Regions from separate parts of the Mus musculus genome. Here region 2 is linked to region 1. The links are chromatin contacts, called in public HiChIP or PLAC-seq maps. All regions are on one chromosome and are shown on one strand. Each heading gives the region's core, a stretch centred on a gene start, on an enhancer-like site or on the middle of the called end of the contact. The rest is flanking DNA. Distances are from core to core; before and after follow the strand shown. Region 1 overlaps Adnp (activity-dependent neuroprotective protein). Region 2 has its middle 54 kb from the start of Sall4.

What was found. HiChIP or PLAC-seq counts read pairs in DNA pulled down with a chosen protein or histone mark.
Region 2: an H3K27ac HiChIP or PLAC-seq map of trophoblast stem cells shows a contact between it and region 1, with 3 times the contacts expected there. The contact joins two enhancer-like sites. A contact is called at or near these places in 1 of 39 promoter capture datasets (cranial neural crest) and 2 of 115 datasets of contacts at active chromatin or transcription factors (embryonic stem cells and trophoblast stem cells).

What each region holds. Positions count from the first base shown.
Region 1 is chr2:168,190,027-168,194,448 of GRCm38.p6, reverse strand. All of the region lies in intron 1 of Adnp (activity-dependent neuroprotective protein), which reads left to right. All of the region lies in intron 9 of Gm20716 (predicted gene 20716), which reads left to right. Among named protein-coding and RNA genes, the nearest start is that of Adnp, 15 kb to the left of the region's middle. Within about 2 kb of position 2,403, at least 30 of the 459 cell types and tissues checked have an H3K27ac peak or open chromatin away from gene starts, as enhancers often do. A contact at or near this core is called in trophoblast stem cells, where this site is marked.
Region 2 is chr2:168,818,718-168,823,139 of GRCm38.p6, reverse strand. No RefSeq gene overlaps it. Among named protein-coding and RNA genes, the nearest start is that of Sall4, 54 kb to the right of the region's middle. Within about 2 kb of position 2,254, at least 17 of the 459 cell types and tissues checked have an H3K27ac peak or open chromatin away from gene starts, as enhancers often do. A contact at or near this core is called in trophoblast stem cells, where this site is marked.

The DNA of each region.
Region 1 (4,422 bases), core at 1,154-3,653:
ATCTGCTAGAATGAAAGGTGTGTGCCACTATGCCTACCTGAGAACTAAATCTTAAAAGTTCTCTGACCTACATGAGTGCCTTAAATACACAAGCTTAACTTTTTTGTTTGTCTGTCTTTCTTTCCTTTTTAAACAAAAAGGAAAGACCCGTCAGTGTTGTTAGTTAATTGTCATTAGCATCCTAGCTGATAGGGGAGCATGCCTTTTCCTCTGCTGAATCCTTGTTTCTCTTCTGGATGTTTTAGGATCCTCTGGCTGACCTTAGATGTGTGCAGATGTTAATCTCCGTGTGTGCACCCACAAGCTTGACTGATTAAGCTGTGGCAGTAGCATTCTGGCATACCACCTCGAGTGTGGCATTGTCTCTCTTCTTGATGTATGAAGTGGTTTCTACCAACCAATGGACGTTTTAGTATTAATTTAAAAAGTGTCCAGAATTAGTACAGCTCTCTGTCTCCTGCATTTCTCATATCCAGAATAACTAATTCAAACAGGGCCAGCCAGGGAGAAAGACAAACTGTAGCCTAACTGTTGAGGAATGACTTGAAAATCGCTGAGATGGCAAAAATAATTGATCACAGTTTTGTGTCATTTGCTTATATACATGTGTTTATTTTCTGGGAGGTGCTTTGGTATGTGTGTGGAAGTCAGAGAATTGACTACAGGAATCAGTTCTGTTTTTTTCCCCCATCATGTGGAATCCCAAGTTTTGAGCTCAAGTCAACAGTTTTCTTTTTAATTTATGTCTGTGGATGTTTTGTCTGTACCATACCTAGTGCCCTCAGAGACCCAAAGAGGGTTTCAGAGCCCCTTGAACTGGAGTTACAGACCGCTGTGAACTGCCTTGTGGGTACTGAGAAGCCAGTCTGGGCTGGATCCTCTTGAAAAGCAGTCAGTGCTCTTAACCTGTCTGAGCCATGTCTCTTATTCTTCTGACTTGTTGCAGTTTTATCTAATCCAGAACATTTTGTCTCTGGGTAGCCAGAATTAGCTGTTGTGGTGTTTGAGATAGAAAAGAAGAGACATGTTAGAGTAGCTCTTCTGTTGGGACTCATGGAGGACTCTTTCTCACACTGACGAGAAGAAAGAGTGAACCTATTTCCTGGTGGCAGCAGCGTGTAAGTGATGACTTCTAACCTGAAGGGAGCCTCTAGATATGGTGCCTTATGGAGGAAAGGCTTGTTTAAGGCTTATTTGCAAAAAGTAAAAATAAAATAAACCCAAGGTGCAAATACAGATACAGGAGGATCGCCAACCACTGTGGCATAAAGAAAAGTAGATGGAGAGTAGAGGGAGGGTGGCTTAGGCCTGTGATCCTCCTACTTCGGACATAGAAGCAAGTTCAAGTTCAGCTTTGGGTATATGTGGCCCTGTCTCAAGAACATAATTGTTTAAAAACCACTGATTTAGACCCACTCGCTTCTGTTATATGGAGAAGTAACTGTCCTTGTTTGCTCTTCATGCAGAGTCTTGTAAACTCAGAAACTACATCTCTCCTTCACTAACTGTCAACTTAGACATGTTCAAAGTGTTTAGGAAAGTGGCAGAGATAGATGCCTGTGGTTGGCTGGCTATCATATTTACTCTTGTACTGTCAATGTGTTTAATTAGCCTAGACACTCATGAATGGTCTAGAAAGGTCAGGTAATGGTGCATACTGAAGCAAGGTGGTTTTACCTTTAAAGATACAGCTGTCTTCTCTGAGTGGCTTCAGCGTAACCTGAACAAAAAGTTTCCAGCTGGCTGAAAATGTCCTTCCTTTCTGTCTCTTTTACTTGATGGAAATATCTGTGTTCCATTTGTTTGAGATGCAGGGACTCAAACCCATGGCTCCCTGGACACAAGACGACAGCTCCTCTCTCCACTGTTTCATTGATCTTTTGTAGTTCTAAAGTAGGAGTCGGTGGTGTCACCCTGACTTGGTAGCTCTACAAGGACACTGATATAGCCTCGCTGGTGCTTCATGTCCTGCAGACCTTTCCGTGAGCTGCTAAACTGTCACTGTCATTATTGTGTCCTCCTTCATCTTCCTGAGAACCTGCTCCACCTCTGGGTGAATGCAGAACTTGAGGTGGAGTTCTGCTCTGTATTGCCAGGTACCTGACAATGATTATGGCCCTTGCCTCTGTATGGCTTTGGCCTACAACTGGGCTGTATTCTGTTTACCCTCTTGGTGTTTGAAATAATTACTTTTGGATCTGAAGGGCATAGAGGATTGACATACTATACTATATTACATAGTTTTAATTTATCTGTGACTCTGATTTTCATTGCAGCTATTGGACTCTTGCTTTCTAATAAAACACAAAAGTAAGAGTTTGGCCTGCGTTAAACTCCTCTTTAGTGTAAGTGAGCTTGAGAAAGGGTGTGACTCATTCATTCCAAATGAATTTTTAAGACATTCTCAAAAGGTGATTATGAGCCAGAATTGATGACACATGCCTTTAGTCTGCCACTCAGGAGGCAGGAGCAGAGGCAAAGGTGGGTCTCTTTGAGCTGGAGATCAAACTGGCTTATACAAGGTAGCTTTTCCAGTTATTACATAGCTGTGAATAAGACACTTAGATTGGCCGTTCCCAAAATTATTTTATTTGCACCATGTTTCTAACCAACTGAGCTTATTGGCCTGCCCCCACAATTATTTTAGAATTTAGCTTTTGACTCACTTTCGTATGTCCTGCTGCCCATTGTATCTACAAAGACTTGTGGTTGCAACAGAGCTTGAGCACATGCTTGTCAGAAAGAGATGTGGGCAAGCTGGGCGTGGTGGTGCACGCCTTTAATCCCAGCAATCGGGAGGCAGAGGCAGGCAGACCTCTGAATTCGAGGCCAGCCTGGTCTACAGAGTGAGTTCCAGGACAGCCAGGGCTATACAGAGAAACCCTGTCTTGAAAAAGAGGGAGAGGGGAGATATGTGGGCACAGGAAGGAGAGTGCTGCCTCAGGCATCTTTCCCTCTCTGCTCTCCAGCACACCTGACAGCCATGTTTTGAGCACATGAACAATTTTGTGTACTGATCAGTATCTGCGGAGATGAAACCTGTTGCTCACCTGAGTCCTCACTGGCAGCACATCCATCATTTGTGGCAGGAGTGGTTTCCAACTGAAGCTGGACAGCAAAGCTTTGTGTAAAACCTGTTGCCTAAGGGCTTCCTTTATGTTCCCAGCACCATGACCTGCAAAGTTTAGGTGGTTTGGAAGTGATTGTGAACAAGAGGACAGTTCCATTAAGTTAGACAATTGGCCTCTTTTGTGCCAAGTGCTGAAAGGAGGTTCTCCTCGGCAAGAATCCATTAGGAACTGCTAGTGTAAGGAGCAGAGGCTGGGCAGAGGAGATTGGTGACCAAAGGATGGATTGGAGGAAAGGAACACACAGCCTGCCCCTACCTCTACACGGTTTTGTTTTCTCTCTCTTTGTTTTCAAAATAAGGTCTGTTGAGATTTCTAGTTCAGAAGGGTTTTGAGACTTTCGGGGGTGGGGGTGGTTCTTAAAACTTAAGCAAAAAACCCGATGGGTAACAATAATAAATCCTGGAACTAGTTACTGACTTGAACTTACAGTTTGGGGTCAAGGTGTCACTCACTGTGCAGGGCTTCTGTCATTGAGAGTATAGGTGCCCTTAGCTCAGCTCATGATCCTCTCAAGCACTGGGATTCTAAATGTGTTACCACCCAGCCCCGCCTGACCCTTAATTAAGTACTTTAACAGGTAGCGGCCTGAGGAAAAGCATGGAGGCCTTTGAGTCCTTCTTCATGTCATGTGTAGTAATTCAGACATGGACTGGTGTTTTATTAAAACCTTCTTGCTTGGTTTGGTGTAAGGCCCAGGGAGTATGAAGGAGAAATGGTAATGGTTGCTCTTCTGGGGAGAGAAAGCACTCCCCAGAGGTCTTAACTCATAGGAGTTTATCTAGCGAATGATGAGGCTGGGAAGTGCTGAGTTTTCAGTGAATGTTTTGATGTTGGGAGACCCAGCCAAACGTTGGTACTTCTTAATGGGTTATTCTGAGACCTGTGACTTACCGGAACATGCCCAGATTGAGGCTTGCAGTCAGTGAAGGTGTTGGTTACAGTGAGAGTGGAGGTTTGTCAGGCCCCAGGTGCTGGTGCTTTGGAGTCGATTGGTGTTTTTTTGTGGCTTTGGTCTTAGAGCTATTTTTATTCTCCAGAATTTTGTTGGACTTACATTATTATAAAAAATAAGGTTACATTCAAAGCCTTAAAAATGTCGCCTCAATTTTTACTAATCAGTTTTCTTAAATAAGCAAAGTGCCTTGAGTTTTAAGAAACTTGGAAAATTGATCTACATTTCTACTTTGAATGCATTTGGCACAGTCAGGTGCCTTTTTGATTCCCTTAGGCACAAGTGCACGAATGTTCACAGGGTTTTTGTTTTTTTTTTTTTTAAAGGATCCCAGAAAGA
Region 2 (4,422 bases), core at 1,005-3,504, 630 kb before region 1:
CAGTGCCCAGGTTCAAAGGGGAAGCAACATCTTGAAGGCCTGCAAGACCTAGAGGGAGGCTCTGTGGCTACACAGTCAGCAAGGAATGAATGGGAAAGCCAAGGAAGTTACCCGCTCTGGGGCCAGGTGAGTAGTTACCCACTTAAACTTTTTTTTTAATTAAAGATTTATTTATTATTACACATAAGTACACTGTAGTTGTCTCCAGACACACCAGAAGAGAAAGTCAGATCTCATTATAGATGATTGTGAGCCACCATGTGGTTGCTGGGATTTGAACTCGGGACCTTCGGAAGATCAGTCAGTGCTCTTAACCCTTGAGCTATCTCTCTAGCCCCGTGTGTGTGTGGTGTGTGTGGTGTGTGTGTGTGTGTGTGTGTGTGTGTGTGTGTGTGTGTGTGTTGTTTTGTTTTGTTTTTTGAGACAGGGTTTCTCTGTAGAGCCCTGGAGTCCTGGAACTCCCTCTGTAGACCAGGCTGGCCTTGAACTCAGAAATCTGCCTGCCTCTGCCTCCCAAGTGCTGGAATTAAAGGTGTGCACTACCACTGCCTGGCTCCTACTTAAACTTTTTTTTTTTAAAGATTTATTTATTATTATATCTAAGTACACTGTAGCTGTCTTCAGGTGCACCAGAAGAGGGCATCAGATCTCATTATGGATGGTTGTGAGCTACCATGTGGTTGCTGGGATTTGAACTCAGGACCTTCAGAAGAGCAGTCAGTGCTCTTAACCACTGAGCCATCTCTCCAGCCTCCCACTTATACTTTTAATGTCATTGTTTTTTGAGATAAGAGCTCACCCTGTAGCCCAGGCTAACCTCAAGGCCTCAGTGGAATTATAAATATGTGTCACCATTCCCGACTTCCCACCTTCATTTTCTGGGTCCCACTGTTACTCCGTGGAGGACCCTGCCAAGGTAGCTTCAGGGCTGTATGCAGGAGGTAGCAAAAGGGATGGAGAGAGGCCAGCAATTCGGAGATCTCCAGGGAGAACAGGTTGGACCAGGAGGATGGTAATGGGAGAGAAAGAGTTGATGTGATCTTAGTGGTCCCCAGGAGCCAGGGCAGGGTCTGTGAGCACAGCCAGGAGACTCTCCCAAGCACATCGAGACTGTGGATGGGACAAGGACACATGATGTTTGAAAGCCTAGAAAACTGGGCTATCTGAACCCTGACCACTGTAACAATGGATGTCGGAAGGCCTGCGTGGCACAGCCAGCTGTGGAGGTGTACACGTTCGATCCCACCCTTCAGAGGCAGAGATGGGAGGGTATCCTCAGGTTTGAGGTCTACCTGGACTGTATAGTGAGCTACAGAATGAACGTTGAATCTGGGCTCGAATCAAATGAGCATAAGGGATGAAGCAGGGACACCCCAAGGCTAAGCGCTAAGTTCAGCAGTAACAGAAGGACTGCCCCCGAATCTGGAGGAAATTAGTGTCTTATCCTGGAAGCTCAGAAGATGTTTCTAGATGTTTCTTAACTAGGTCAATAGATTAAGAAAGATCTTGCTGGGCATGGTGGTACACACCTGTAATCTCAGCCCTCGGGACCTGAGGTTGGGGGATTGCTACGAGCTTCAAGACAGCCTGGGTTACAAGGTAATTTCCAGGCCAGCCTATGTTTCAGAGGTGGGGCGGGGGCTATGAACCACCACCATATCAGAGAAAGGGGGGAAGGGGAGGGAAGGAAGGAGGGAGAAAGAGACAAAAAGCAGAGAAAGAGAAAAGAGAAAGTTAACCTTTGAGAGTTAATCAACGTAAATGATAAGCTGTGGATTGTGGGGTCCATGTCTTCATCCCCCGCTTCAGACAACACTGCCTGTAATCAAAATGCCATGGTCACCCCAGCAAGGGTGTACAGAGACTGCCTTTCCACCGTGAACAAACTATTCCAGAACAAACTGTTCCAGTGGGACAGGACTGGAGAGAAATGTGATGACTGCCTGTTTTGCAAACACAGGAAAACAAAACACACCCCACCAGCATTTTGGAGGCAGAGGCAGGCAGAGCTCTAAGAGTTCCAGGCCAGACTGATCTACACAGCGAGTTCTAGACCAGCTAAGACTACCTAGTGAGAAATGTTAATTGCTTTATGTGAGTCAGATACTTCCGCCTTTAGGATACAGATAAATGTGTTTTCCTGCAGCGATGGGGTGGAAGCCAGGGCTTTGCACCCGGCCACCAGCAAGCTCTGTTCCTGGCAATAGCTGTGAAGGTGATTTTCCTTTCTTTCCAAAGGCTCCGGGACCACACCCTCGACCTGATCCAGCTTAGTGTTTAGCTTGGAAGATACTGCCTGAGGTCCTCTAATGCCTTCTAGAAAATGGCTTCTCATGGCTGGGCGGGGCTTGGGCGGGGCTTCCAGTGTCTGTACCTGGCAGATGTCCTTCCACTGGCGTCAGGTAATGGGACCTGGCGACATCCTGACTGACACTTTAAGACAGACTCCGCTCCAGACCCTTGTCCCTGCACCACTCCCAGATTCCAGGCCTGCCGAAACTCTGAGATAGTGGATGGTTATCATCTGAAGATGCTAGGTTTGGGGTAATTTGTCACGTAACGATCCATAAACAATAGAAGCAGAAACACTTCTGGAGGCAGCGCTGGCTCTGAGAATGTGACAGGCAGAATGTGGCCCTCGAGGACCTGGGGAATCACAGGTCCGTTCTGATCCTAGTCACATTCCCCACAAACCCTTACAGGCAAGGAAGGGGAGACCAGGGAGTCAGTCCACAGCATGGCCTTCTGGGCTGTTTATAACACAGAGGGACAACTAGTCTGAATGCTGTGTCGAACCAAGAGAGGAAGTGTCCCACTCTGCCTGAAGCTGGCGAGTATAACCTGGAGGCACTCTGGAGAGAGGAGACCCTGCAGATCAGGAAGGTCAGCTGGAGGCTTAGTCAGAGCCTTAGAGGGACCTCTGCAGAACGCCTCGCCATCGTCACTCTCCACTTCAATGCCTTGTCCCCTGCAGATACCCTCAGTGTTCAGGACCTGTTCATCTAGAGATGGAGACCAGACGTGTGTGCGAGGAACAGAAACTGCCCGGGAGTCCAAGAGCCACCCAGATGCCCAATTTCCTTTTCCTTCCTCTGACCCAGATACTCAGAGTCTGAAACGCCCATCTCCCCAGACTTCTCAGCTTCCAGGATTGTCCTGTCTCCACCTCCCACCTTGAGATAGAGGTGCTGGGCTTACCGACTTGCCCTAGGACACTCTGGGTTCTGGGGATCCCACCTCCGGTCCTGACACTGCAGCCTGCTGAGCCATTTCCTCAGTCCTGGTTTGTCTGTCTGTCTGTCTGTCTGTCTGTCTGTCTGTTTGTTTGAGATGGTCTCTTGGGCATTTATACCTTTATTTCTTGAGAGATTAACTTTACACCTTAACAGTGTACACCTTAACATGTGAGAGACAGGCAAGCGGATGTCTGGGAGTTTAAGAACAGCCTGGTCTACATAGCAAGTCCCAGCCAGGACTATACAGTGAGACCCTACCTCCCAAAGAAGCCCAGGCTACTCTGGGATGCACACAGATGCCTCTGCCTCACTCCCCCAATGCTGGGACCGTGGGGGAGTCACCACGGCTTGAGCTCCTGGTTTTCTTTTAAATCACCAAACGTATCAACAATCCTGGCTGTGGTAGCACACACCTTTAGTCCCAGCACTTGAGAGGCAGAGGCGGGTAGATCTCTGAGTTCGAGGCCAGCCTGATGTACCGAGTGAGTTCCAGGACAGCCAGGGCTGCACAGAGAAACCCTGTCTTGAGAAAACAAACAAATCAAAACCAAAAATACATCAGCATCACGGTTCTGAAGACCTGAACAAGGATGCCTACATCTCAGAAGAGGCTTTGTGGTGAGCAATGCTAGCACAAGCCAAATGTCCGAGCGCTCCTTGAGGGACGTGGTCCTAGACACCGTGTATGGAGAGTGGGCTGGGATTCCACAGAAACCTCCAGCACAGCTCTGTAAGAGCCAAGAGCCACTGTGGCTACTTCCCTGTTCCGTCTGTTTGTCCTCGTGCTAACTGTCTACTGTGCTCTTACTGGGCAGGCTCCTGGCCACAAAAGGCAAGGTGTCTAGAGCATATTTAAAGTTCAAATGCATGCCTAATAAAACTGAGCACAGAGGCTGCTTCAAGTCTCCACACAACTCCTGGGTGATTCCACTGGATTCAGCCTTTTCAGAGGTCTGCAATTGAGTGGCATCCTCCTTTCCCGCCCCAGCCCCCTGAGACTGCAGACAGCTCCCGGTAAGGAGCTCTGAGTTCTTGTTCCATCTAAAAGGGGTTGCTAACCCCACTAACTCCTGTTTTCTTTTCAGTGGCTTTGACAACTCTACACTTCCCACATTAATGTCCAACAGCTCTCCTTTGCAAAGGGTGGAGAGAACACAGCCTGTGCTTGAGACGGCTCCCCTCATCC